4 separate regions of the Sus scrofa genome follow, and all the other regions are linked to region 1. The links are chromatin contacts, called in public HiChIP or PLAC-seq maps. All regions are on one chromosome and are shown on one strand. The core of a region is the stretch at or near the end of the contact, and the rest is flanking DNA. Distances in the headings are between cores, read along the strand shown.

Region 1 (7,419 bases), core at 3,177-5,676:
TGTTGGCCTCCTTCGCTCCCTGCCCCATCATCCAGGCCAGGCCAGGTCCCATCTATGTATCTGCCGAGGGAAGGATGCTCTGAGATGCACATTTCTCCCCCCTTACGGCTGGGGGAACCGAAGCTGCAAAGAGGGAGCTGGTGGCTGACCCAGGGCCGCAAAGCTATGTTGGGGGTAGGACCCCGACTCCCCCTCGGGGGCGCCCGTCAGCAAAGTTCCCAGTGGCTGGGCCCGCTCAGGGCTGGCTCACGCCCCCAGCCCAGGCCAGGATCAAAGGCGACGCTGCAGGAAGCCCTTCCCATCTGACTTCCCCAGAACTAGGACACGCTTTGACGTCAACACGTCCACATTCCTGCCCTCCAGCCCCAGGGCGGGGGCACCGATTTCCTCCCACCAGCGTTGGCATCACAAACAGGAAGCTGGGTCATGCGGGCAGGGCCGGGCTGGGCACCGGCAGGAGGGGGCGGGAGCCCAATCCCGGCCTCAGTTCCCAGCTGACACCCAAGGGGAGCTGTTTGATGTGTCCCCAGTCACATTGTTCCTAAGGCGCTTACAAAGAGGCTTCGGTGACTTTGTCCTTTTTGGTCCGCACGCACTCTCGTTCTCATTCGTTACGACTCTCTTACTGATGAACAATAATGGCTACCATGGCTTTTCTCTCTTAATTCCCATAGTCCTCTTATTTTCACCGAACAGATGGGGAAACCAAGGCACTGGCAGGTTAAGTCCAAAAAGTCCAGGAGTTCCTTGATGGCTCAGTGGGTTAAGGATCCAGTGGTGTCACTGCTGTGGCTCCGGTCACTGCTGTGGTGCAGGCTCGATCCCTGGCCACAGGTGTGGTTGCCCCCAAAAAGTGTGCAGCAGTGGGGAGCAGGCAGGGCAGGGATTTGGACCCCCAGAGTGTCTGGCCCAGAGCTGGTGCAGCCTCCTTCCCATCTCAGCCTCCTCCAGCGCTGTGTTAGCAAGAGCAAATCTGATGGCGTCTCCCCTGGGCTTATCCCTTCCGTGGCTCCCCTTAACCCCAGGGACAAAAATCCGTGCTCTGAGGATGGCACTCTATGCCCTTGTCCTGCTGCCCCCACCTCCCCGGTATGTCTGCTTTCAACATATAGAGTCGCTTCTGATCCCTGAAATGCCTCTCGTTTCTCATTATAACCGTTTTCCATACGGGGACAGAGGGGACAGAATGGGTCAGGTCACAGAACCAATGAGGGGCAGAGTCAGAATTCACATCTGGTCTGGCTGGGCCAAAGCCTTCCATGCCCGAGTTTCCCATGTCACAGGGCAGAGAAATGTCCCCAGGGGCAGCTTCCGGGGCCCCACCTGGGAGATGCAGGGCAGGGGCCCTGGAACCTGCACGGTGAGTGACCTCCCCAGGGGAGTCCGAGGACCTCCTCCCCAGCCCTCTGCAGCCCCCACAGCTGTCGGTGGGGTTCCTGTTGTCACAGAAGCTGCAAGACATGCTGGGGGGCTTTTCCGGCGGCTGGGCCTGCCTTCCCAGGGCTCATGGCAGCCGGGAGCCACCTCAACTTCCTGCTCCTCCCTCTTGGGAAGCCCCTCCATGCTTCCCTCCTCATCGTCCTCGCCTCTCCTCTGGGCAGGCGGGCTTTCTACAGCAGAGAAGGGCTGCTGCAGCCTGGGGTTCTCACCCTTGACCGTGCTTCAGAACTGGAAGGGGAGTCCCGTTGACCATGGAGGGATGGGGACGGGGGTCTGGGAGAAGGTGTCCAAGGCCACCACAGGATGGAAAGGCAGGGAAGTTGTGGCTCAGTGGGTTAAGAAGCTGACTAGTATCCATGAGGATGCGGGTTCGATCCCTGGCCTCTCTCAGTGGGTTAAAGCTTCCTGCATTGCTGTGGCTGTGGCATAGGCTGGCAGCTGCAGCTCCAGTTCAACCCCTAGCCTGGGAATTTCCATAGGCTGCAAGGGCAGCCCTAAAAGGACCCCCCCCCCCCCCGCAAAAAGAGAAGCCTACCAACCAACCAAACGAAAAAAATCCAGAATGCCCTGGAAGACTTTTAGGCACAGATTGCCAGGCCCATCCCTGAATCAGATGTGGAAGTCTGCGTGGGGCCTCAAAGCATGAGGTTCTGTGTGTTTGTATTTGTGTGTGTGTGTGTGTGTGGGTGTGTGTGTGAGAGAGAGAGAGAGAAAGGGAGAGAGAGAAACCATCTCATAGCCCTATAATTCCTTCACCTAAAAGTACAAATTCTCCAAATTCTGAATGAGGTATTGAGGATTTATTTCTGGGTCTTTTCTAAAATTTTTCAGCATAGCTTCTGCTTTTTTACTTTTTAATTTTTCAAATTGTTTTTTAAAATTAAAGGGTAGTTGATTTACAATGAGTTTCTTTCTTCAAACTTTGATGCTTCACACAGCCCTTCTCACGGCAACGCACAGGGACCTGGGCTGCCCCGCCGATGGGAGGGTAACATCCCCGATGGAGTCTGACGGCACAGGATGAAGTCATTCTGGGTCATTCAAGGTTAAACTTAATAGAGGACTCTATGGGTGAGTTTAAAAATCTCACTTGGAAGAATGGACAGAGCATCTTTCTTTTCTTTCTTTCTTTCTTTCTCTCTCTCTCTCTCTCTCTTTCTTTCTTTTGCTTGTTAGGGCCACACTCTCGGCATAGGGAGGTTCCCAGGCTAGGGATCTAATCGGAGCTACAGCTGCCGGCCTCCGCCACAGCCACAGCAACGCAGGATCTGAGCCATGTCTGCAACCTACACCACAGCTCACGGCAACGCCAGATCCTTAACCCACTGAGTGAGGCCAGGGATCAAACCCGCATCCTCATGGTTCCTAGTCAGATTTATTTCCACTGCACTATGGCGGGAACTCTGGACAGGAATTTTTCCAAAGACATGCAGAAGGCCAACGGGCGCGTGAAAAGAGGTTCAAGATCACTGATGATTAGGGAATTGTAAACCACAGCCATGACGAGATAGCCCCTCGTGCCTGCTAGAAAGGCTAGCATCAAAAAGGCAAGAAACAGCAGTTCACACTGTGGCACAACGGGATTGGCGGCTCCTTGGGAGAACTGGGACTCAGGTTCCATCCCTGGCTCAGGACAGTGAGTTAAGGGTCCAGCATTGTCAAAGCTGTGGCTTGGCTGGCGGCTTCGGCTCGGATCTAATCCCTGGCCTGGGAACTCCGTACGCTGCAGGGCAGCCGAAAACAAACAAACAGACAAAAACCACGAGGAGGAACTGGAACCCTTGTACACTGCCTGTGGGCGTGTAAATTGGTGCAGCCACTATAGAAAACAGTTCGATGTTTCCTCATTAAACTAAAAAATAGAGCTGCCGTATGATCCAACAATTCTGCTTCTTGGTATTTATCTGGAGAATGGGCGAATATGAATTCAAAAGATATATGCACCCCTATGTTCATAGCAGCTCTGTTTGCAATAGTCAGACGTGAAACCAACCTGAGTGCCCATGGAGAGATGAATGTGTGTGTGTGTGTGTGTGTGTGTGTGTGTGTGTGTGTGTGTATACCATGGAATATTCAGATATATAAAGATGAAATCTTGCCATTTGGGGCAACGTGGGTGGATGTTGAGAGTATCGTGGTAGGTGCTGTAATTCAGATGGAAAAACAAAAATACCCTATGATTTCATATGTGAAATAGAAACAAACCAAACCAAACCAAATCAAACATACAGATACGGAGGATAGGGTAGTGGTTCCCAGAGGGAAGGGGGTTGGGGGGAGGGTTCTGTATGGTGACAGAGCTCAATTTTGGTAGCGAGCATCGGTAGTGTATACAGAAGTTGAAATATAACCTTGTACACGTGAAACTCATTTCCTGTCATAAACCAACGTTACTTCAAAAAAAATCTCATTTGGTGTCATGCAGTGTCTCTGGGGGCCCCCACGATCACTAGCAAGCAGTGTCAGTCACTGAGAGAGACAGTTTGGAAAGATGGATGGGTCCAGGGGGACGGCAAGCCCCAGTGGAAGGGCATGGATTTCTAACACGTGCTGGTGCCATGCTGCCGCTGCTGCTGCTGTGGGGCCACACTTTGAGAAGCACTGGTGTGGAGGAGGCCAGCTGGAGGGGTGGGCTGCCCGGGAGGCAGGGGGTGAGCAGGGGCTCAGCACCTTCCACCAGGTACAGCTGTGCCTCAGTTTCCTTTTTCATCAGACATGGGGAGACACATGTGCCTCTCAGAGCTGTGAGGTTTAGAGACCAGGAGACATAGAGGACCAGAATTTATTTTTCTTGCTCACTCAGGAGTCATTTTTCAGGCTGGCTCCTTCCACTAATATTTCCTAGGAAATATCTCTGTTCCCCTCATCCCTACTCTGATTCTCAAGGGGCAGCGAGGATTTGGGGCATCACCCTGGTGCTCCCGGGGACGTGAATGAAGCACCAGATCGGTGGACCAGGCGTTGCTGGTTCTCCAACCCCTCTTGATAGATGGGGACATTGAGGCTGCACGTCCACTCTTACACAGCCGGGAAGCGGCAGGGACAGGTGTCAAATCAGCTCTTAGTTCCAGCGCCCCTGAGGGCTTCTTAGGGAGACCACCGTGCTCACCCCTGAACGAGATCCCAGGATACTGGGGAGAGCTGAGTCCCCTGGACGGTTTCTCAGGTGACGGCGCCCTCTGGTGGTCGGCCTGCAAGGGCTGGGAAGGCGGGGAGCCTGGCGCCAGACCCTGGCAGCCCTCCTCCTCTTCCGGGGGAATGAGTCTTCCTTTTTTATTCTTTCATCCCTTCCGCGAACACTTCCAGAGTGCCTACGGAGTGCTCGAGGGACACACATTGGGACCCACGAAGACACCGTGGCTGCTCTAGCCACATTTAGTCCATCTGGGAGAAGAGACGTTACTCACCAACCCACGCAGGTGTAGAAATACAGCTTATATTAAAAATGCGCAGAGGAACAACTCAGGGTGTGTGACAGTGTGTGCCCGAGGGACCGGCCTATGGCCGGGTCAGCCAAGGCCCTTGGCAGGAGAGGCTTGATCGGGAGTGGGATCGGGGTGGGGTGGGCATCAATGGGGACCTCTGGGCAGGGGACACAGCACATGGGCAGACGCTGAGTGGGGAGGAGGCCAGGGGAGCCCGCAGGCTGGAGGGGTCTGGCCAAGCGGGGCGGTGGGAGGGGACACCCCTGTGGGAGGAGCTAGCTGCGTGGCCTTGGGCAAATTGCTGAAGTTGTCTGTGCCTCAGATTCCTCCCTGGGATAACTGGGATGGTCGCGAAACACCACACGCTCCTGTGTATTTGGAGGTTCTTGGTATTTCTTGAAAGTTTAGCTTGAGATTTTTTGGTAATTTTGTAAAATGTCAGCTACTATCTCTTTGAATATTGCTTCCACTCTTTTTCTTCTCTCTCTCTCTGTTTTTCTTTTTAGGGCGGCATCCGCAGCATATGGAAGTTCCCAGGCTAGGGGTCACATTGGAGCTGCAGCTGTTGGCCTACGCCACAGCCACAGTAACACCAGATCCGAGCAGCATCTGTGACCTAGGCCACAGCTTGTGGCAACGCAGGACCCTTAACCCACTGAGCAAGGCCAGGGATGGAACCTGCATTCTTATGGATACTAGTCAGGATCCTCTCCTGCTAAGCCACAATGGGAACACCCTCAATTAATTTTTCCTCCTATTAAAAAACTTCTGAACAAAAATTGCAAATCAAATAATAGACGAGGAGAAATGTTTTCAACACATACATCCAGCAAAGGATAATCGTTCTTACTAGCACTCTTACTAACCGCTAACACTGCCCCCAAATCAGCAAAGGATAAGGAAACGCAATTCACAATAAGATAGCCCAAATAAGAAAATGTATATGCTTGCCAGTAATGAAATATCACAACATCATTGAGATGCTAGATATTTAAAGTATCCAATTGATCAAAGCTGAAAAATGACCAATACCCTGAGTTGATGAGTTTACAGGGAAGTAAGTATTCCCACATTGTTGGTGAAGTTGTAAATTGCTTCAGTCTTGGAGTTCCTGAAATGGTGCAATGGGATCATTCCCTGGCCCAGCAGAGTGGGTTAAAGATCTGGTGTTGCTGCAGCTTCGGCTTAGGTCGCAACTGTGACTTTGATCTGATCCCCGGCCCGAGAACTCCATGTGCTGTAGGGTGGCCAATAAAATTTTTTTTTCAGTCTCTTTGGAGAACATTTTGGCAACAGGGATCTAACATCTTAGATCTTTGCTTTTTTTTTTTTTTGCTTTTTAGGGCCACTCCCAAGGCATATGGAGGTTCCCAGGCTAGGGGTCCAATCAGAGCTGCAGCTGCCGGCCTACACCACAGCCACAGCAATGCCGGATCCTTAACCCACTGAGTGAAGATAGGGATCGAACCTGCCTCTTCTTGGGTACTAGTTGTCTTCATTACTGCTGAGCCATGATGGCAACTCCATATCTTTGCCCATTTTTTGATCTAACAATTCCTCGTCAAGGAATTTATCCTGTGGAAGCATTTGTGAGATGAGCCAAAAAAGCTTCAAGGACCTGTGTGACAGTGCTGTTAATAATTGAAAGAATTTGCATGCAATCAAAATGTTGATTAATAGGGGAATGATGAATAATTTATGGATCATCCAATCAACCGAATATTGTGAAATACTTAGATTTGATGACAAAAACATAGAGCAGCAATTCAGAAAATGCCAATACAGTGGTAAGGGACCCTGGGTAGCCCTTGTCCTAAAAGCCACCACTCCGCTTAGGGCCATAGGCGTCGAAGCGGGTGAGAGTCCACCCCCGGCCCCCAGGGACCCTCAGGCTACCCCCCCATGCCCGGGTCATCTTCCTGACTTTCTCTCCTTCCTGCCCTGCCCCGCACGGCCTCTCAGCTGAGCCTATCCTGCCATCTGCCTTCTCTCTCCCTCGAACCCTCCACAGTGCACTGCCAATCCACGCGCATGTTCATGCACACACCCACGCGCATCAACGCTCACTCCCAGACATTGCCACACACTCACCTTCACTCTGTTCACACTCACCCGCCCACAGACACACACTCACCCGCAGCAACCCTCACCACCCCTGTATTCACACGCACACACCCTTTCACTATACCCTCCACTCACACTGGACACAACCACGTGCACGCTCTCACCCCCACGCACGTTCCCTGTCACTCTCACATTCATTCGTACTCTGCACATTCGCCCATTTTCACACACGTAGAACTCACCCACCAACATTCCCTCACACGCATTCACTCGACGCTCACACACACCAATAGTCATCCTTCTGTAGATCCTCACACATGCAAACACCCCCCTACCCTCACCCTTGACACGTTCACACTCACACTCACCCACCCACACTCACTCACTCACACACACTGCACCCCCATGTCCAGGACCCCGGTTCTCTCTGAGGTCCACAAGCCCGCCTCTGTCCCCGGCTGGCTGCTCTGAGCTGTCCCTCCCTCCTGCC
Region 2 (7,159 bases), core at 4,285-6,784, 270 kb before region 1:
CAGAAGGAGAAAACGAATACAAGAAAAAGAATAAAAAAATAAAATATAGGCTGAAATTTTCTCAAACTTGGTAGAAAACATTAACTTAAAGATCCAACAGCTACCTCAATAAAGCTTAAAAGCTCAGCAAAGCCAATAAAAATAAACTCAAGGAGTCTCCCTGTTGGTCTAATGGTTAGGATTTGGAGCTTCCACCATTGTGGCCCAGGTTCAATCACTGGTCTGGGAACTGAGATCCCACCTCAAGCCACTACATGCCACAGCCAAAAAAAAAAAAAAAACCAGAAAACCAACAACAAAAGAATGAATTCAGGAGTTCCCACTGTGGCACAACAGGACTGGTGGTGTCTTAGGAGTGCTGGGACACAGGTTAGATTCCTGGCCCGGCACAGTGGGTTACAGATCTGGCATTGCTGCAGCTATGGCTCAGGTCACAACTATGACTCGGATCTGATCCCTGACCCAAGAACTCCATACACCATAGGGCAGCCCCCCCCCCCAAAAAGAATGGATTCAAAGAAAACCGCACTTACTACACTATAATCAGACTATAGTCAAACTTTTTGAAAAAGCAAAAGTAAAGAGAAAATCTTGGTAACATCCAAAGGAAAAAGAATGCAGAAAGAGGAGCAATTAGGGAGTTCCTGTTGTAGCTCAGCAGTATTAAACCAAACTACTGTCCATGAGGATGCAGGTTCGATCCCTGGCCTGTTCAGTGGGTTATTTATAACAATAAATGGAATTTTATTGTTATAAGATTGTTACTTTTTTTTTTTTCCTTTTTAGGGCCTCATCTGCAGCATATGGAGGTTCCCAGGCTAGGGGTCCAATCAGAGCTACAGCTGCCAGCCTACACTATAACCACAGCAATGCAGGATCCGAGCCGCGTCTTCGACCTACACCACAGCTCAAGGCAACGCCAGATCCTTAACCCACTGAGCGAAGCCAGGGATTGAACCCTAGACCTCATGGTTCCTAGTTGGATTCATTTCCACTGAACCAGGATGGGAACTCCAAGATTGTTACACTTTATCTGAAGTGGTTCAAAATTCAATATAACAATATAACTCTAAGTAGATTATGAAAAGTTAAGAATCCATGTTGTAATCTCCAGAGCAACATTAAAAATGAAAAAGACACTGCCATGCAGCAGAAATTGGCAGAACATTGTAAATCAACTATACGTTTATAAATTTTTTTTAAATGAAAAATACAATAGTATAGCTAAATGCCCTTAGAGGAATTAAAACAGAATACTCAAAATATTCAATTAACCCAAATAAAACAAAGAATAGAGGAACAAAGAAGAGACAAAAAGAAATACAAAATAGGAGTTCCCGTCATGGCTCAGTGGTTAATGAATCCGACTAGGAACCAAAAAGTTTCGGGTTCGATCCCTGGCCTTGCTCCGTGGGTTAAGGATCCGGCGTTACCATGAGCTGTTGTGTAGGTCGCAGATGCGGCTCGGATCCTGCGTTGCTGTGGCTCTGGTGTAGGCCGGTGGCTATGGCAATGATTAGACCCCTAGCCTGGGAATCTCCATATGCTGCGGGAGCAGCCCAAGAAATGGCAAAAAGACAATAAATAAATAAATGAATAAATAAATAAATAAAAGAAATATAAAATAGTGGACCCAAACCTAGCTATATCAATAGTTACATTAATTCTATACGGTATAGCCATTTGCCAAAAAGCAAAGACAGAATAGATAAAACAGTAAGAACAATGTACACATTGTCTTCAAAAAGGCATATCCTAAATAGAAAGACACAGATGTGATAAGCATAGGAAAAGTGATATTATTGATACCAAAGTAAAAATTGAGTTAAGGACCATTACCAAGGATAAAGAGGGGATCTCTTACAATGATTAACATGTCAACTCATCACGAATATGTAACAATCATAAATATGCATGCTCCTAATAACAGAGCTTTGAAATATACAAAGCAAAAAAGGAAAGACTTAAAAAGAGAAACAGAAAAATCCAAGGAGTTCCCATTGCGGCTCAGTGGAAACGAATCCAACTAGTATCCATGAGGGTGGAGGTTTGATCCCTGGCCTCACGCAGTGGGTTAAGGATCTGGTGTGGCCATGAGCTGTGGTATAGGTCCCAGACACGGCTCAGATCTGGTGTTGCTGTGGCTGTAGTGTAGGCTAGTAGCTACAGCTCCGATTGGACCCCTAGCCTGGGAACCTTCATGTGCCGCGGGTGCAGCCCTAAAAAGACAAAAAAAAAAAAAAAGAAAAAGAAAAATCCTAATCATATCTGGTGATTTTAACACACTCTCGGTAATTAATAAAGGCAGACAAAAAAATCAATAACAACATAGAAAATTTGAACTACACTGACCTGATGTTTACAGAACACCATCATACCCAACAACGTAGAATATACATTCTTTTCAAGTGTACATGGAATGGTCAACAGGATAAGACCATATGCTGGGTCATAAAATATGTCCCAATTTTAAATGACTGAAATCTTACATAACATATCTTCTGATAACATAACAAGAAAAGCACCAAATATGTGGAAATTAAACACCACAATTCTGAAAACGAAAACACAGCATCATCGAAAATTTCTGGGTACAGCTGAAGTGATGCCTAAAGGGAATTTTATGGTATGAAATGCTTACACTTAAAAAGGAAAAAAGTTTTAAATCACTGATCTATATTTCCATTTCGAGAGGTTAGAAAAAGAGCAAATTAAACCAAAAAGAGCAAACTAAAGGGAACAAATAAGAACTAAAAGAACTAAACAACTGTAAACCAACTATAATGGAAAAAAATCTCATGAAAAAAAATTTTAAAAAAGAAACTAAAAAACTGAAATAAAGAGATACACCATGTTCGTTATCAGAAGACTTCATATTGTTTGCTCTCTCCAAACTGATCTATAGATTCCACACAAGTCTAATTAAAATCTCAACAGGTTTTTGGGTATTTTTGGTAGAAATGGACAAGTTGATTCTTAATTTATATGGCTATTACAGAATAGCCAAAATAATCTTAAAGAAAAAACAGAGGGCTTACACTTTCTGATTTCAATATATAGCTATAATGTTCGAGAGACTGTGATATTGTCATAAGGCTGGACAAAAAGATCAATGAGCAGAAGAGACCGTCTTGCAATAGACCTCACACATACTTGGTCAGATCATTTTGAACAAAGATGCCAAAGCAATTTAATGGAGAAAGGAAAATCTTTTCAACAACTAGGTATCTGTATGGAGAAACAACTAGGTATCTGTATGGAGAAAACAAAACAACAGTGACAAAAACAATTACCACCATTTTAGCGCCTGTGGCCATCGGAAGCAGTCCCACCTGCCAGACCCTCTGCACCGTCAGGCTACAGTGAGTGGAGAGCCTTCCGGTCCAAGTCCTCCCTTACGAAGAGAAACTGTAACAAATTCCAGAGGTCTCATGATCTTTGTTTACCTCATTTTTTTTGGCCAGGAAAAAATTTTCAAAACCTCCCAGGACCATCTAGGAGGACCCGCATCCCATTCCCAGATTGCTCGGCCCATCTCATCACTCCATCCAGCCTCCCCCCTCTCCTTTCTCCCACGCCCTTGCACTGTGCTCTCTGTCACTGGCTCCGTGAGCTGCCACTCACACACCTTCCATTCCCCCACCTCCCGCCGCCTGCAGTTTCACTGAAGCCTGGCTCCCCCCTGAGGCTCGGTCAGGCAGAGAGGTCCGCTTAGTCTTACAGCAGAGAGCTCAGGCGTCGGTAACCTCTCTGCCCCGACTCTGCGGCTTCCAGACCACTCTCTCCCACCCTTGTGAGGAACTGCCTTCTGCCTGGGTGTGCCTGCCCCCTGATTTTGCCTCCCACTCGTCCCTCCAGATGTTCCGGTCACCCCCTCTTAGTCAACAGAGGAGGCCGGAGTTTGCCCTTCACTGGCTCTCCGCATGGCATCCGTAACAACACCTGAACGCTGGCATTCCTCAAGCTGGGGCCCAGCCTCTCTTCTCTCGCCGTGCCTTCCCTTCCGGCAGGTTTCTCAACCTCAGCACTACTGATATTTGGGGCTGCATAATTCTTCACTGGGGGCGGGGGCTGCACTGTGCAGTGCAGGGTATTCGGCAGCATCCCTGGCCTCTTCCCACTGGATGCTGGTCCCCAGAGAGAAGCACGGCCTTCAGTAATTACATATGTGTGCACGGCCTCAAATGTCCCTTTGGTATCTCTTCAAAGGCTCACGGGCATCTCAACCTTCACCTGTCCTCAACTGAAGTTTTGTCTTGAAATGTATCCTGTGCCAAGTCTTCACCACCTGAGCAAATGGCCTGACTGAGAAACCAAGGAGCCATCTCTGATTTCTCCCATATCCAATCCACCTGCAGGACCAATAAATTCTACTCCCAAATTAGTCCTCAAACCTGTGCACCCCCTTCATCATCACCTCACACCAAACCACAAAGATTCCTCACCTGGACGAATACCTTAACCTCTAAATGCATGTCCCTGCTTCCACTCCGGCCTTCGAGCAGCCAGAGTGGCCATTCAACTAAACCACTCCTTTATTTAAAATCTGAAGAGAGGAGTTCCTGTTGTGATGCAGCAGAAACAAATCTGACTAGGTACCATGAGGTTGCGGGTTCGATCCCTGGACTCGCTCAGTGGGTTAAGGATCCAGCATTGCTGTGAGCTGTGGTATAGGTCGCAGACGCAGCTCAGATCTGTGGCTGTGGGTGTGGCGTAGGCCGGCAGCCATAGCCCTAATTAGACCCCTATCGTGGGAACCTCCATATGCCAAGGGTGTGGCCCTAAAAAGATAAAAGACAAAAAAACAAAACAAACAAAAAGAAACACTATGGGTTTAAAATTAACAAGGACCAGACTTTGGAAAACTGGAAAATTACGGCACAAACAATCTAGTTTTTTTCTATTAAAATATGTCAGGAAAAAAAGAAAGATTTGGAGAAGAAACTTCTAGAGACTTGAAAGACACAACCACTAATCGCAACGCACTGTCTCTATGTGCATTTCATTCAAACAAATAAATACATAAATCAAATAAATAAGACAACTAGGGACATTTAAATGATATTCGATAATATAATGGAATTAACTTTTTGTGTGTGATAATGGTTTGGGGCTATAATCGAAAAAGAGAGATCATCTTTTAGAAATATACATATATTGAAACATTTACAGATAAACTGATATATCTGGAACTTGCTTCAAAAAAATCTGGGGTGGGGAGTTCTATTGCGGCACCGAGGGTTAAGGATCTGGCGTTGTCACTGCTGTGGCTCGGGTTCAACCCCTGGCCTGGGAACTTCCACACGCTATGGGTGTGGGGAAAAAAAAAAGAAAGAAAGAAACCTGAGGTGGAAGGGGAAATGCGTGGGCATGAAACAAGATTGGCCATGGAGTTCCCGTTGTGGCTCAGCAGAAACAAACCTGACTAGTAACCATGAGGACGCAAGTTCAATCCCTGGTCTCGGCTCAGTGGGTTAAGAATCCGGCATTGCTGTGAGCAGCAGTGTGAGTCACAGTCACAGCTGGCATCTGGTGTTACTGTGGCTATAGCTCAGGCCAGTGGCCACAGCTCTAATTTGACCCCTAGCCTGGGAAACTCCATATGCTGCAGATGCGGCCCTAAAAAAAAAAAAAGATTGGCCATGAGTGGATCATTTTCAAAGGCGGGTGATAGGTAAATGAAGGTTCATTTTACTATTCTCTCTACTTTTGTAGCGAACATACAGTGAGTTTTAGAAGTCCAAAACCAGAAAGTTTAAAAAACAAAATAAAGCATGTTATAGTAAAGAATACCCTGGAAACTGACTAGCTGTGGCTAGTTGGTGGGAAACCAAAGTGGAGGACCCTGGCCTTGGGAGGTAATCATGTCCTGTCCCCATACTGGCTCCGGAGCCAGGACCAAAGCAAGGCTGGGCTCAGCTGTGGATCTGCAAATTCCTGGACAAGCTGGGGAAAGCTGCTGTTGGCTGTGCAGGTCCTTGTGCGATGGGCAGTATGAGGGGGCTGGAGGAGTGAGTGAGGGGGGCTCATCTGGGGGTCACAGAATAGGGGGTTTGGGGAATGAGTAGGTAAGGGCACATCTTTGGGAAGTGACTAGAGGCTACTCTGGCTCTTTGCTGCTGTCTGTCCCCCCTCACTACACAGGGCACGGAGATGTATCTCTTTTATTCATTCACTGTCACATGGCCAGTGTCTTGTACACAGTAGGCTCATTAAAGTATTACGAGTATATCATTATTAACAGTAAATAAGTGAATGACCTCTAATAAGGCCCAATAAAGTAAATGCTGCCACAGCATTGTAAGCAAATGCGTGCTTACAAGTAACACATATTCTTTGAATTAAAATAACTTATTTCTAAAAATCACCAGTAACGTTCCTTTACATTTTTCATATCTTTTGTTATAAGTTTCTACATATAGCACCTTATTTAAAAACTTACCAAAACCTACTACAACATAATCAGGCTGGATATTATTCAGCCTAGCAGAGCCAAGGTCTCCTGGTTTCCTAGCCAGTATTTCCTCGGCCCTATCACCCTGCGAAGATTTAGAATTAGTCAAGTGCTAAAGATATACCACGTTTCCCAAGAAGCAATTATATCTTCACAATACAACATTAAATTTCTAATTTGCCTTGAAGATGTGAATTTTGTGACTCTGGGTGAGCGACAACATAACTCGACATTAGCAACTAACCCAAGACCAAGAAAGTTTAGAACAGTGACGCAAAGGATTGTGTGCTTAAGAAACAAAAGGGATCTTGTGCCTCGAAGAGGGAACCAGAGGGAGAGCACACTTTCCTCTGCTGAACTAGTAACACAAACTGGTTGTACTGGCAGAGATCCTGATTTATGCAGAGCTCAAACAAGGTATACCCCGAGGAATCTAACCAGGAGCTAGAACAAACTGGAAAGAGGAAAAAGTTGCCACAAACAGAAGGCAATTTAAAAGTCTATGAGTGTATTTCAAAACATGACTTCGTTTAGGAAATCTGGTTTCTCTGGGCGTGTATACTTCAAATGAGGTATTTTCAACAAACTACATGAACTAGCCCCAAACAGGGAAGTTGTCTTTGGATTTCAAGTTAAATTTATTACAGAATCCCACCCTTGTGTGGACTAAGGTACATAAAATATTCAGGATTTTAATTCCATCTG
Region 3 (7,110 bases), core at 2,430-4,929, 380 kb before region 1:
TATGCCGCAGGTACAGCCCCAAAAAGCAAAAAAAAAAAAAAGGATAAGGAAACTTCCTAATACTGACATGGAAAGATCTACAATATATATTGTTAAGTTTTAAAAAATTAAAATGATTAAATCAGTACTAGAGATGGAGGCGGAAAGAGACCAGCTAGGTTCAGTGACATTGCTGACAACCTAGAGTGACCTCCTTTGACAAAAACTGCATACTGGCAAAACTGCCCTTGAAAATCCCTTAGAAAGCAACACAGGACATGGACATTCTGTTTCTCAGGGTCCAAACTGCCAGTTTTTCAAGTATCTTTGGAACAGACTGTCTTCTTCTGTTAAGCAACAAGGGCTGGCATTTGGGACCAGGTCAGATAAAAAGCACAAGTCTCTAAATCCAGCATCACATGGATGGAGACCAGGTGCCCCAAGACCCGCCCAGGGATGGACAGACCCATGCTACCAGCTTACCCTCACTCAGGGCACAGCACAGAAACACCTACTTTCCTTGCTCTAATGATTTTGGAAACAGCACATATACCCTAGTTGAATTCAAGACTGTTACATAAGCATATGATGCGACTAGAGACACAGAAACAGAGAGGAAGAGGCCAAAGTGACAGTATGAAAAAAAAAACCATTACCAGATAATTGTAATGAATTGAGGTGGATGGGTTAGAGAGAGGGGTAGAGAAAAGAAAGTTAATTCAAGTGATCTCTGAGTCTTCAAGTTGAAAAATTCCAAGGACAATGAATGCTGCCCAGTCTCAGCATCCCTGCTCTGCGGACACTTACCTGTATTCTGTGCCGCAACTGTTGAAATTTTTCTTTCACTTTAGTATTCAGTTCCGTAAGTGCACTTAAGGGTCCTGAACAATCTCGAATATCCTAGGAAAAAGTGAAGAGATGAGGGAGCCTTTCTCAAGGCAATGAAATGAAACGACACCAGCTGTACCGTGAGAGAGTTGGCTTAGGTCACAACTAAGTTTGGCCTACTAACTGAAATTCATCCTGATCTTTGATGTTTACCTCTACAACACAAGCAAAAACAATGTAATTTACATTTTTCTCATCCCGCTTTAGATAACTTCTCAGCAAGTAACATAAAAGCACAGATAGAAACACAACTCTATCTTGACCTATTAGTTCCTGAAGTTTACCAAAACTCCATTCAGCCATTATGAAAGACTTAAAGCAACTTGTGACAGGAATGGACATCTAAAAGACAGACTGTAGCTTTACTTTAATGGTGGGGGGCACTCCTATGGCATATGGAGGTTCCCAGGCTAGGGGTCCAATGGGAGCTACAGCTGCCAGCCTACGCCCACAGTCACAGCAACAGAGGATCTGAGCAGCGTCTGTGACCTACAGCACAGCTCACAGCAACGCCAGATCCTTAACCCACTGAGTGAGGCCAGGGATTGAACTCACAACCTCATGGTTCCTAGTCGGATTCATTTCCACTGCGCTACAATGGGAACTCTGACGTATTATAACATTAGACTGTAATGTTACATGGTTCCAACTTAAAAGTCAGGATGCGGAGTTCCCGTCGTGGCGCAGTGGTTAACGAATCCGACTAGGAACCATGAGGTTACGGGTTTGGTCCCTGCCCTTGCTCAGTGAGTTAACGATCCGGCGTTGCCGTGAGCTGTGGTGTAGGATGCAGACGCGGCTCGGATCCCATGTTGCTGTGGCTCTGGCATAGGCCGGTGGCTACAGCTCCGATTGGACCTCTAGCCTGGGAACCTCCATATGCCGCGGGAGCGGCCCAAAGAAATAGCAAAAAGACCAAAAAAAAAGTCAGGATGCTAATATTTGGCATTATATGACAAGATTAACTTCTTGATCTAATTTTATAAACCCTCTATTGTAAGTCACTGTTTATAAACATGCTCAAAGATAGATTTAGAATTTGCTTCTGGACATTCAGAATTTCCAGGGCCAGGTTTTAAAGCAGGCCCTAGGATATATTATGTACATTCAAATTCTGGTTGTAGCAATTATAAGCTGTTTTATTTTACCTTGAAAAAGTTACTGAGTCCTATGTGCCTTAGTTTCCTCATCCCAACATTACCTACTTCATAGATCAGGTATGTAGTAAAGGGTTTAGCAGAGGAGTTGGAACACAGTAAGAATGCGCTAACTCTAGCTATGATCAACTGTTCTCATCACAAGAACAAAGAGAGCTAGAGAGTGCCCAAAAGGGCTTAAGCAATATAGATTATGTGAAAAGACAGTTTCGTTTGTTTTATGACTCCTCAACTTATTTTTCTAAAATTGGCCCAGAGGTTTGTAGTTTATACATCGGAAACATGAAGTTCAAGAGTTTAACTGTTTGCATCAAGTTGCCTCACTTGTTCTATGGATTATGCATTAAATCACACTTCTTTGCTCCATATAATAAACTATTAATTTGGTTTATTTTGCATTTGGCTTCTGTGGGGAGCCTTATTTTCCTCCACCTTTTACCACAGTTGGCTGCAAATTCTCAGTCTACATCCAACGTTTAGTAACGTTTGTTGTAAATGGAAACGATCTGCCTCAAATGAAGATTTTAAACTCTTGGTTTCCTTTTGCTAAACTCAAGTAACCATTTCTACATTCCTAACTCTTGCCTATGCCAAGGGGTTTATTGTTATCTTCTACCCTCAAACGGCCTAAAACAAAGGACCTCAATTACCCCATCTGTTAAACGAAGTAGACTCAAGTCTTTTTTCTATACTGACTTTCCCTGTCCGACCCCAGTTTTGCCATTATCTGCCCTCTGACCCAGGCCTTGGCCCTTGACTCGATTTCCTAATTTACAAATCACAACGTCCAGGTTACGTTCACTTCATCCAGTGCCTCCCGCGCCAAGGGGCCTTTGGTGACCCGGGACATCAGACCCACGGAACTGGCCACAGGGGCCGGGGTTAACGGCCCCCAGGACTCTACCAAAGGATGGAAAGGGCGGTGTCAGAAGGCAGGGCCAAGCAGGATGACAGGTAAATTGGAGACTGGGGCAGGGCGAGGAAACGGCCGGAGTGGGGCAGGGGCCACAAAAAGGTAGCCAGGCCTGAGGCGGAGGCTGGGGAAGGGAGAGGGAGAGGAGAGGCCTTGGAGAGGGCGAGCCAACGGGAGCCGGAAGAAGGATCAAGGAGAAGAGTCCAGGGGATGAAGGGAACGGGACCAAAAGGGGAGCAGCTAGGAAAAGGGGGCGGGGCCAGCGACCTCGGAGACTTGACCAGATGGGGAAAGCTCAGCAGTGAGACCGCCGAGCTGAAAGAAAACCAAAACCACTTGGGTTTCGGGCCGCTGGTCCCCATTGGGGGTCCTGGGAATTAGTACCTGAATAAGCGCCTTCACTTCCAGGTCGAATTTAACAATCTCTTGGTTACAGATCCGTACGTGGACATCCTGGGGAGCCGCCATGTTGGGGAATGCTGACTACGGACAGCCGCGGGGCCCAAGTTCCAACGCGTTTTCTCCCGGCCTCCCTTCCTTCCCGGCCGGGCCTTGGGGCAGCGCCCCCTAAAGACCGGCCTGCGGCGAGCGAGGGCGGCGGCGCAGTGGTGGGGACTTTCCCTGACACGTGGGCGCGCACTCAGTCGGCCTGTTGGTGTGGATCTAGTTAAGAGAGAGAGAGAGAGAGAGAGAGAGCGAGAGCGAGAGCGAGAGCCGAGGGTATTATCGAGAACGCTTTAACGGTGATCCCTCCGCATACTCCGCCCATCAGCCACTCTAAAGAATGCGGGGTTTTTTGCATGGGGGCGGGGGGTGGGGGGAACCGCTGGAAGAAAAGTATCAACTGGGATATCTCTGAAAGGTATAATTAACAATTGTTTACACTTTTTTAAACTTTCTTGTATTTTCATATTTTCTACAGTGAATATAAATTGTGGAATGAAAGAAAAAAATGACAAACGTTGTTACACTTTTTTAAATATACGAAATTCAAGGCAAGTCCCTAGGGAATCTTCTGTTAGTCCAGCTTGAGTGCTAGGGATCTTTGCGTCTAAAATGCGCAACTGGTAAGTCACATTCCAGTTTATACCCCTTCTCTGCTCCTGGCGGTTCCCTTTTGTGTACAATTAGATTTATTAAATAATTTACCTGGCTGGAGTAGTTTTGATGGAAATAACAACCTGGCTGTTGTCTCTCTCTCAACAGACAGAGAGTCTTTCACTTTATTTTTCTTATAAAATAGTCCAAGTTTCTTAACTTGGCCCTCAAGACCATCAGCTACCCCACCCAGCGCCCCCGCCCCCCTTGCATTCTTCAAGCTCTTTTTGGGTCCGTAGTTGTGGGGTTTTTGTTTTGTTTTTTGGGTGGTTTCTCTTTGGCTGTGCCTGGGACATGTGGAAGTTCCTGGGCCAGGGATTGAACCTTTGCCGGAGCAGCAACCCCAGCCATTGCAGTGACAGTGCTGGATGCTTAACACCCTGAGCAAATGGGAAGTCTGGATCTGTAGTTGTGGAATGTGCTTTTCTCCTTCTTAGAATGCTTTTCCCCACTTGCCCTCACCCCATTCACCTTTGTTCTGCAATCATAGACTGGGAAAAACTGAGTGTCAGCTGTTGCCCTTTAGCCTCACAACCACCCTTGAAATAGGTAATAACCCAGTTTCACAGTTCGGGAGTTGGACTAAGGCCAGATCAAAACAAAACAAAAAACGAGTTCCCGTCGTGGCTCAGTGGTTAACGAATCCGACTAGGAACCATGAGGTTTTGAATTTGATCTCTGGCTTTGCTCTGTGGGTTAAGGATCTGGCATTGCAGTGGGCTGTTGTGTAGGTCGCAGACGAGGCTCAGATCTGGTGTTGCTGTGGCTCTGGTGTAGGCTGCGGTCTGGGAACCGATGAGGGGTCCAGTTAGACCTCTACCCTGGGAACCTCCACATGCCGTGGGTACGGCCCTAGAAAAGACAAAAAAGACAAAAACAGAACAAAACATCCTTGCCCCAAGGTTGCCCAAATTAAAAGTGGCAGAGCCTTAAGTGAAAGCCCTATCTTCCTTCCCTCAAAAACCAAATATGGCCCCTTGAATAGTGTCGAATAAGGGGGGAGCTGCGTGCTCCCACATCTGTATTCCTCCAGTGTTCCACACCCCCTCCCTCCAGGCCTTCATTATTCCACTGCATCTAATAGAGAGGCCACGTGAGGGTTAAGGCAGGCTTCCCCTCTCGGTACTTCAGCCTCCTCAGAGGCTAGCTGGTGGAGATCACAGCTACATGAAGTCATACATAAAAAGCACCAAGCACAATGTAGTAATGTGGCACATGCTAAGAATGCAAAGCACATTGGCCGCTATTATTATATTACTGACATTTGTGGCACTCTTCCCTTGTGCCAGGAACTTTATATGAAGTGCTTTATGTGTATCATTCTTTCACAACAGCCCTGAGGTAGAATTATCCACTTCCTACAGATAAAGAAACAGGCACAGAGAGAATAATGACTTGCCCAGCGCAATGGAATGGCTAGGTCGAAGGTTACATGCATTTCAAAATTCTAATACATACAACTGCATTGCTTTTCTTAGAGGTTATATCAATTTACACTCCCACCAGCGATGTGGTATGAACGCCCGCTTTCTCATGGCCTCACCCACATGGTGTGATAACAAACACTGGGATTTTTGCCAATTGGATCAAGTGAAAAATGCCACCTTTTAATTTGCATTTCTCTTATCATGAATAAGGTTGAGAACTATTTGTATTTACTGTTTTTCTATTAGGTTGTTGGTCTTTTGCCTATCCATTCCCAGGAGCTCTTTATTCATTAGGAGGATTTGTTCCTACAGATAAGCTTTGCCTCTTTTTTTTTTTTTTTTTTTTGTCTTTTTGCTATTTCTTTGGGCTGCTCCCACGGCACATGGAGGTTCCCAGGCTAGGGGTCTAATCGGAGCTGTAGCCGCCGGCCTACGCCAGAGCCACAGCACCGCAGGATCCGAGCCACGTCTGCAACCTACACCACAGCTCACGGCAACGCCGGATCCTTAACCCACTGAGCAAGGGCAGGGACCGAACCCGCAACCTCATGGTTCCTAGTCGGATTCGTTAACCACTGCGCCACGACAGGAACTCCGCTTTGCCTCTTAAGCTACAGAATTTTGACTTCGTTTAAGTATTTTGGGTTTTTTTTTGTTTGTTTTTTGTCTTTTTGCCTTTTCTAGGGCTGCTCCTGTGGCACATGGAGTTCCCAGGCTAGGGGGCCAATCGGAGCTGTAGCCACAGCAATGCGGGATCTGAGCCACGTCTGCGACCTACACCACAGCTCACGGCAATGCCGGATGCTTAACCCACTGAGCAAGGCCAGGGATCGAACCTGAAACCTCATGGTTCCTAGTCGGATTCATTAACCACTGAGCCATGATGGGAACTCCCGTTTAAGTATTTTGGACCTTCAAGATTTGAAATTTTTTATTTCTGTTTCATATATAATTTGTTAATCTTCATTTATGACTCCTAGATTTGAGATCCCATTAGAAAGGCCTTCCATGCTCACATGGGTTCAAAGGAATTCCCCACATGTCCTAGTGTTTTGTTTTGTTTTTGCTTTTTAGGGTTGCACCTGAGGCATATGGACGTTCCAAGGCTAGGGCTCGAAAGGGAGCTGCAGCTGTTAGTCTATGCCACAGCCTCAGGAGTGCCAGATCTGAGCCTCGTCTGTGACCTATACCACAACTCATGGCAACACCGGATCCTTAACCCGTTAAGTGAGGCCAAGAGATAGAACCTGTATCCTCATGGATACGAGTTGGGTTTGTTACCACTGAGCCACAATGCGAACTCCAACTCTAATACTACAATTTTATGTGTTTTAATATAATAGGATTGAACACACCATTTTTCCCTTATGTGAACTTTAGAGTTTCTGAATTGTATTGGTCTGTCTTATTAGGATGACATTAAGTGACTTATTTTAGGAGAGCTTTATGCCGTTGACCGCTCCTGTTCACGAACTTGATCTATCTTTCCATTTGTTCAAGTCTTCTTCTGTGTCCTTGATAGTATTTTAATGTTTTCTTTAGACTTTGTACATTTCCTATTCAGTTTATTCCTGGTGATGTTTAAGACTAAAACCTTTTAAAAAACTGAGGTTGACGTTTTTCAGGTCAAACATCCTGGATCCACAAA
Region 4 (7,408 bases), core at 2,128-4,627, 290 kb before region 1:
ACAGGGTGAGTGTTATATAACGTTTGGAGGAAGTACTAACACTATTCTGACAATGTGTCCCTGCAGAAAGGCCACTCCTCACCCCCTGTTATAAAATACATGCTCTTTGTATTTTATTTAGAAAATTCAGAAATACACAAAGTTGTAAAAGAAGTAATTACTATCAACATTTTGGTCTGTATTGTCCTATGCATCTAAGTTTAAAATCCTGTGGGTTTTTTCCTCTGAATATTCTATTATCTTTTGTTATTAAAGTAATGTATTGTTTCTCTTTTTACTGAAGTATTGCGATGAAGTATTATGTCTTCATTGGAGAAAATGCTAAAAAGGAAAAAGAAAATTAAAATCATTTGCAATTACTATCCAGAGGCAATGTTAACCGTTTTGCTGTTAGTCTTTCAATTCTGTTTTAATCTTTTTAGGGCCACACCCTCAGCACTCGGGAGGTTCCCAGGCCAGGAGTCTTCAGAGCTGTAGCCGCCGGCCTGTGCCACAGCCACAGCCACACCAGATCCGAGCCACGTCTGTGTCCTACACCACAGTACACGGCAATGCTGGATCCCCAACCCACTGAGTGAGGCCAGGGATCAAACCTTCGTCCTCATGGATGCTAGTCAGATTCATTTCCACTGAGCCACGATGGGAACTCCTATTGTTTGTCTTGTAGATCTCTTTTCCAGCATATATTTTGGGGAAAAAATGATTAAATGTGCCAGGATATTTTTCATTTGGATACAGCATGGCTTATGTAAGCATCTCTTTTGGTTGAGTGTTAAATTGCTATTAATTGTGCTCATGATAAATATCCTGTATGACAGCATTTTACATTGTGCTGTTTTCCTTAGAAAACTATGGATTTAAACTGAAATAAAGGAGCAGGGAAAAAAGTAAAACCTAACTTTACTTAAGAGGCCATCTCCATTTTAAACACATTTGTTCTCTAAACAGAAGAGAGCTCCTACATAGTGGGATGGGGTGATGAAACCCTTCTAAAATGCCAGATATATACTTTTAAATATAATTTAAATATAGCTAAGGAGTTCCCGTCGCGGATCAGTGGTTAACGAATCCGACTAGCATCCATGAGGACACAGGTTCGATCCCTGGCCTCGCTCAGCGGGTTGGGGATCCAGCATTGCTGTGAACTGTGCTGTAGGTTACAAGCGTGGCTCAGATCCCGAGTTGCTGTGGCTGTGGCGCAGGCTGGTGGCTATAGCTCCTATTGGACCCCTAGCCTGGGAACCTCCATATGCCGCGAGTGCGGCCCTAAAAAAAGACAAAATAAATAAATAAAGTTAATAAAAGACCAACTGACTTCAAATTTGGGGGAGATAAAATCCAGGGCCAAATCTTCCAAGAGTCCAAGCAATGATCTAAAATAATTTCTCAATTTTTCTTTCTTTTTGGCTGCGCCTGCAGCATGTGGAAGTTCCCAGGCCAGGGACTGAACCTGTGCCACAGCAGCAACCCACACCATAGCAGTGACAATGCCAGATTCTTCACCAGCTGTGCCACCAGGGAACTTGTAATTTCTCTCTTCTAAATGTGCCTCCACATGGCAGAAGACCTACCAATGCTTAAAAAACAAACACACAAATAATAAAAACAAAAGACAGCCAAAAGAAATAAACAAAAAGGTGCTACTTCTAAAGAAACACTAAAGGGAGATATAATAAAAAATTGTTGGGTCAGCGATATAAATATCATTATATGTTTAAAGCAGACAACAAAAACAGTGTTAAAAGAAACCATCCGACCCTCAGACTACATCTTCAAAAGCATGCCAGAAATACTCTCGCTCTGGTATACGAGCTGGTAAAGCCTGGAAGGGCAGGAAGGATGTGGTCTAGACACTTATGCGCGATGATTGCTTCTAAGACATCCATCTCCCTGCTCAGAGCTCAGGCCTGGAGCCTGGTGTGCGCCTTCAATTTTTCTGTAACCCAAGTACAAATGACTAAACAAAAGGGAAACCATATGTTTAAAAAAAAAAAATTAGTTGGCTGCCCCTCTGGGGTCTGGCTTCATAGAAAAGTAGTGTCAGTGGGTTCTAGGGATTTCATCGTTTCTCTGAAAAATACCCTTTGTGTGTCATTACAACTTACAAATCACCTTTCCCACCAACATCTCATTGGGTAACAACCTCTTACAGCAGCAAGGGCAGGGATATAGATGAAAAAACTAGGGCCCAGATATTAAATGATTTTCCCAAAGTTTCATGGGTAGCAATTGATTGCAAACCTAGGGCTTCTCCTAGTCTAGCGATCATTGCAGGCTACACTACATTCACCTGGACAGGCTTTGGAGGCAAGAGACACTTCCAGAATCCTTCAACGGGCTGGATGGAGCTCCTTCCAATTGGGGCCCCAGCAAGCACTGCGGCAAGGGTGCTGCAAAGAGGATACAGAAAATTGGATTCACAAGCATCCATCTCAGATGCTAGGTCATGTTGTAAAAAAATGGCTCAGTTATTAGGGAGAAGGTGAGAAGAAAATATATCTGAGCTTACATATTAATTGTATTTAATATGCTGGAGAATTCCATAAGCAAGGAAACAGGCTCAGGGTTAAGAGACTTTCTGAGCAAAGGGAACTTACTGAGTTCCCCAACCGCCCCCCCGCCAAATCTGAGTTGATGTCATCATTCCTTCATTTCAACCACAGCAATACAGCTGGGTGGTGACAGAGTCACAGTACCTGGCCCTTAGGAGCTTGTGATCAGATCAGTCTTTCAGCATGTGCGTGCATGCGTAGATGTGTCTTTGATTTCTAACCTGGCTATGAAATGAGCTCTTTTCTTCTTCAGAGGCTTTATGCTGAGGCCGCACTAGGCGTAAATCCTAGTAGGGTTTGGAGAAAATCCTCCAGGTTCAGGCCTAGGTTGCTGTCTTATTAGGGCCTTTGACCTCCCAAGAAAGCTTGCTGGGCAGGATTTTCAAAACCTCCCTGGCACATCACCAGGCCCTCCAGTGCTCACGTCCCTGTGTCTCCCACTGCTGTGAGTGCGATCAACACACGAGTCGGCCTGACCCCTGTCTGCAGGCATCAGACCCCAGCAAGAGGCAAGCATGCCCAAGCACAAAAAGCAATGCTTTACCTGACTTACAGCAAACCAGAAGAATACAAATGGATCGGTACCAAGTGACAGAATAAGGCAGAACTCAGGGACGTAGATCAGCCGGGGTTGTGACCCCTGCCTTCAACTAGTCCATTAAGTCAGAAATGTGTCAAATCATGATTGTGAGGGAAGAAAAGGCCCGGAGGCGCCCTCCGGCGCTGCTGCAAGCACGCCACAGCTGAGGTCTGCTGCGCTAAACGTGGGCCAAGCGAAACCAACACTCCACGGAAACACCACCTTAGGGACATCATGAGGGTCTGCTTCAAACCCAGGGTCTGCTGGAAAGCAGCTCAGGGTGGGAGCCCGAAAGGCTTCAGACGGAGCGCCAGTGAGGATGGGCGGCAGGGCCTGGCTGGAAGGGTCTGGGTACACAGCTGCAGTAGAGTCACACTTCCCCCGACCGCGGTCAGGGCTCAAAGACTGTGGTATCCTTTTATCTACCCACGGTAACCACCAGCACTGCTTTCTTAGATGACAAATAATGATTAAGGGTCAAATAAGTTGCTCTGATGGGAGACGCTTGGTCATCCACCTAGGCGGTATTCTTCCCTCCACCCGAGCCCCGGGGCTGGCTCCTGGCCAAGGCAACTCAGAGAGGCAGGGTGCAAGGGAGAAGTGCCGTCGTGGAAATTAGAACACACAGATCCTACTCCCCCCTCCGCCTCTGACGAGCGGCGTTAAACTGGGCAAGTAAGTTTCCCTGCCTGGGCTCAGAGTCCTTATCAATAAAACAATGAGGTTAGCATATACCACTATGGTCCCTTTGGCATCAAATGTTCGGTGTCTTCTGGATTCCATGAAATGTACGAAAGATGCCTGTTTGCTGGGAATGTAAAGCATAGAGTTGCCGCTCAGGCAAAGTGTAAATTCAAAATGAAAGTAAAGAAGGAAAAGAAAGAAATGAAAGCAGGAGAGTCACTTCAACTTGAAACTCTTCGGTCATAAGAATAGCAAAGCAATGAGTTCAGATGGTTTGGGAGGAATAGAAAAGCACAAACTGCAAAACAGGAAATCCATTCTTGGCTGGCTGTCAAAGAGCCATGAGCTGGTACAAACTGAGATCCATTTTCATTTTTAATTTCTTAAAACTAATAGAGTCCCCGAATTAGTGAATTACTGAGACGCCTGCTACGGAAACAGAATCATCGTCCCAGGCTTTTTACTCACTTGATTTTTTCAGTCCTATTTCCAACAATGAGATGGTACAAGGAACTGCTGGTTCCAACTTGTCTCTGTGGCTGTACCTGCTCCCCATCCTAACCGTGGTTTTATGGACGACGGTCACACAGGGCCTTGCATCACAGTTCTGTGTTTATCGACCTTACCTCTCCAGATAGCATATCAGCTCTTGAACTTGCAGGGACCCAATTTCCACATCTTTGATTCCTCCAGTGGCTACAGCAAGCACTCCAATGTTTACTGGACGATTAAGAAAAGTACTTACCAGACTCTTCAGGTACCTCAAACCACACAGCCAGGTTTCCGCACCCAAGCTAAGTCTGAACTACAAAATCGTCTTTCAGAAAGATTATCTAGAGATAGAAAAGCTTATAAAAATGAGCTTAACAAACACCCAAACCAGATTTCCAAAGAATGCAGAAAAATAATTTATTCCCAGAGACGGCAGAAATAAGAAATTCATCCTAAAAATGTACTTTGGTATGGTTCTGGCGAGACAGATTCTCCCTCTGAATATGATCTCCTACTGACAGCCCCACTGGGGTCTCACTGTCCTGTTACAGTGTTTAAACGCTTCGCGGATTCCCACGCTGTGAGCAGGCAGGAGCCATCTTCCAATCCACAGGTTCCACGGAGGGAGTAATGTTATTTCCCCGAAGAAAGAGCACTGTCTATCTCAGAAGAGCACATGAACCTTTTACGGAGAGCGTTTAAGTAAAAGAGGCACATCATTCATCAAAGTGTAAGAAAGGCGACAGGAAAAAAATACTGCGTTGAGGAATAAGATATTCAACTGTGGCGTGAACGTTTAAGGCATCTGACGGCCAGCAGAGGCAGGTCAAGGAAGGAGGTCTGGGTATGGAGGTGATTTTGCATCTAGAGGAACTCTCTTCGTGACCTGCAAAACAAAACCATTCCAGTAACTGGGCCTTCCACCATCCTCTGGAGAGCAAAAGGGTAAGAATACCGAGAAAGTCAACCGGGCCAAGAAGGTTAAATGTATAGATGGTCCCTAAATACTTGAATGAAAGTGGGCTCAGTTAACATGCAAGTTGGGGCAGGTTGTGCAGGGCTGAGACAAGAGATCCAGGAACCAAGGACAAGGCTAAACGGAGGATCCCAAGTCACGCTTTGGCTGTGTCATAGAAAGCAGGAAGAGAGGAGCCGTCTGAGACCCGATCCATAGTGGGGTTTGACGAGATCACTTGGGCTTCAAGAATCTGTATTTGCTGGAGTTCCCACTGTGGCACAGTGAGTTAAGGATCTGGCACTGCTGCAGCTGTGGCATAGATTGCAGCTGCAGCTCAGATTCACTCCCTGGGAACTTCCACATGCTACAGGCATGGCCACAAAAAAAAAAAAAAAAAAAAAAACCTGTATTTGCTGTTCCCCTCTTCCAGTCTTACAGCAAGGAAGCCAGGTTCCCACAGATGGGTAAGCTTTTCTCTCTGTCGGACCCCCAAAGAGCAGGCTCCTCGTCTGCTGCTCACTGTTCTTGCCACCCCAAGTATAAGTGACAAACGAGAATTTCTTTTTCTAGAAGCTTAAAGCTGTAACACCACCTCTGCAGAGCTGGCAAACATTCAAAATAGGTATCTCCACACATCCAGCTGCTGACAGTAGCGGTATGAACCCCTTCACATAAAGCTAATTTTATAACGTCTTTGTAAAAAAAAGCCACATGTGCTACTTTCAAAATTGAAAAAAGAAAACAATAAAGAGAAAATAAAAATTAAATAAAGAGGAGTCTGGAGCTGGTGGATCAGAAAGTAAGCTCATTATGACCCATCTTGTGCAGAATGTCGAGGGTTAAGCTTGGGTGCAGTGAGGGGCTAGTTCAATGCGGATGAGGTGAGGTCTGGGCAATGGGTCCCGAAGACTGAAAAGCTCATGAAGAGATGAGATGGGCCTCTGAGGTTTTCCCAGTCAGTGGGCACACCCAGGAGAACCCCCAGTACAGGGCGATAAAATGACAGGCTTCCCGAGGCCCTGGGGCCAAGGTGCCCAGAAGCAGACACGAGACTGCTGCTGAGTCTTACTGCAGCAAGCTGGGCAGGCCAACCGCCCTCGATGGTGGCAAGTACCAGACTGCTGGGGACCCACTAGGGCAGGACACTGCAAATAAATACAGTCAACTCCAGCTGTAATTAGAAGGCCGTTTTTACCGTGTACTAAGGAAAATAACCAGAGCAGGCCAGGTAGCGGCAATTCCCAGAGCTACTGGTTTCTTCCACAGCTTCAGAAAACCTTTCCTGTAATCTAATGATCATTTTCTCTTCTCTTCCTCAGGCCAGCAGAACAGCCTCTGCACAGATCCTGAGTTCCAAGGCAGATTATAAATTTTACTTGCAAATACCTGAAGCTGTGAATTCAGATGCTGCGTGTGTTAATTTCCTCGAAAAGCATACCGGTTAGGCTGCCTTATTGTCTAGGCCTTTGTGGACAAATGAACAATTGCAAAGGGGAGAATAGGTCTTCACTTTTGAAAAGCCACATAGAATCAGGGGGGACACTTTTCCCTCAAGCTCAGTGACAGCCAGTTTAATAAGATAAATGTGAGCGGGTGTTCTGTTCAATGGCATAGACTTGCGGTTTGGTTCTGGAGTGAACTAAAGAAGCACATAATCTAATCGTCTCTGATATGAAACATAGCCATGCTGGGGTGGGGGGGAGACACAACTCAAAGCGTCCATATTCTTATTCTGTTAAATAAGCGAATCACAAGGCTACTTTCCCATAAAACTGCGAATGAAGACAACAGAAAAATATTAAGGTGAGAATCAGGAAATCTGTTCAGGGACGGATGAAGAAATTTTTTTTTTTTAAACAAAGAACAGGTCTCGCTTTTACCTTTATTTTTTCATTTCAGATAAATTCTGCAAATGAAAAGAATTCCTTCTTCTTTACTATCACGGGTAAGGTCTGTATTTTTTGTAGGAGATTAACTATAAGAGGTATTTAAGCAAACCGAAAGCGTAAGTGTTTCACAATTTCAGGGAACGCAATGAATGAATGGCAAAAACTGCAGAGATAAATACATTTAGGAGAGGAGAGATCACTGTAAAGCCAAGTGGCCAGGAAAGGACTCAAAGACAAAGCATCAGAAAGCATT

The links. HiChIP or PLAC-seq counts read pairs in DNA pulled down with a chosen protein or histone mark.
Region 2: an H3K27ac HiChIP or PLAC-seq map of alveolar macrophages shows a contact between it and region 1. The contact joins two enhancer-like sites.
Region 3: an H3K27ac HiChIP or PLAC-seq map of alveolar macrophages shows a contact between it and region 1. The contact joins the promoter of BNIP1 here to the enhancer-like site in region 1. A contact is called at or near these places in 8 of 47 Hi-C or Micro-C datasets (embryonic fibroblasts, epiblast stem cells, fibroblasts and 4 more) and 1 of 2 datasets of contacts at active chromatin or transcription factors (alveolar macrophages).
Region 4: a contact with region 1 is called in an H3K27ac HiChIP or PLAC-seq map of alveolar macrophages. The contact joins two enhancer-like sites. A contact is called at or near these places in 1 of 47 Hi-C or Micro-C datasets (embryonic fibroblasts) and 2 of 2 datasets of contacts at active chromatin or transcription factors (alveolar macrophages and skeletal muscle).

Annotation. Positions count from the first base shown.
Region 1 is chr16:51,514,780-51,522,198 of Sscrofa11.1, forward strand. No RefSeq gene overlaps it. Among named protein-coding and RNA genes, the nearest start is that of TRNAE-UUC, 42 kb to the left of the region's middle. Within about 2 kb of position 4,427, at least 26 of the 83 cell types and tissues checked have an H3K27ac peak or open chromatin away from gene starts, as enhancers often do. A contact at or near this core is called in alveolar macrophages, omental adipose tissue and retroperitoneal adipose tissue, where this site is marked.
Region 2 is chr16:51,244,742-51,251,900 of Sscrofa11.1, forward strand. The region is part of intron 2 of ATP6V0E1 (ATPase H+ transporting V0 subunit e1); the gene reads right to left. Among named protein-coding and RNA genes, the nearest start is that of ATP6V0E1, 12 kb to the right of the region's middle. Within about 2 kb of position 5,535, at least 2 of the 83 cell types and tissues checked have an H3K27ac peak or open chromatin away from gene starts, as enhancers often do. A contact at or near this core is called in alveolar macrophages, where this site is marked.
Region 3 is chr16:51,136,710-51,143,819 of Sscrofa11.1, forward strand. BNIP1 (vesicle transport protein SEC20) reads right to left here and starts at 3,680. Exons shown (of 6, transcript XM_003134044.6): 1 at 3,322-3,680; 2 at 787-879. The coding sequence starts at 3,405. It overlaps LOC102165988 (a long non-coding RNA gene), which reads left to right and starts at 1,737. Exons shown (of 4, transcript XR_002339699.1): 1 at 1,737-2,978; 2 at 3,374-3,799.
Region 4 is chr16:51,221,019-51,228,426 of Sscrofa11.1, forward strand. ATP6V0E1 (ATPase H+ transporting V0 subunit e1) reads right to left here. Exons shown (of 3, transcript NM_001044579.1): 3 at 4,738-5,194. The coding sequence ends at 5,173. Among named protein-coding and RNA genes, the nearest start is that of CREBRF, 14 kb to the left of the region's middle. Within about 2 kb of position 3,378, at least 22 of the 83 cell types and tissues checked have an H3K27ac peak or open chromatin away from gene starts, as enhancers often do. A contact at or near this core is called in alveolar macrophages, where this site is marked.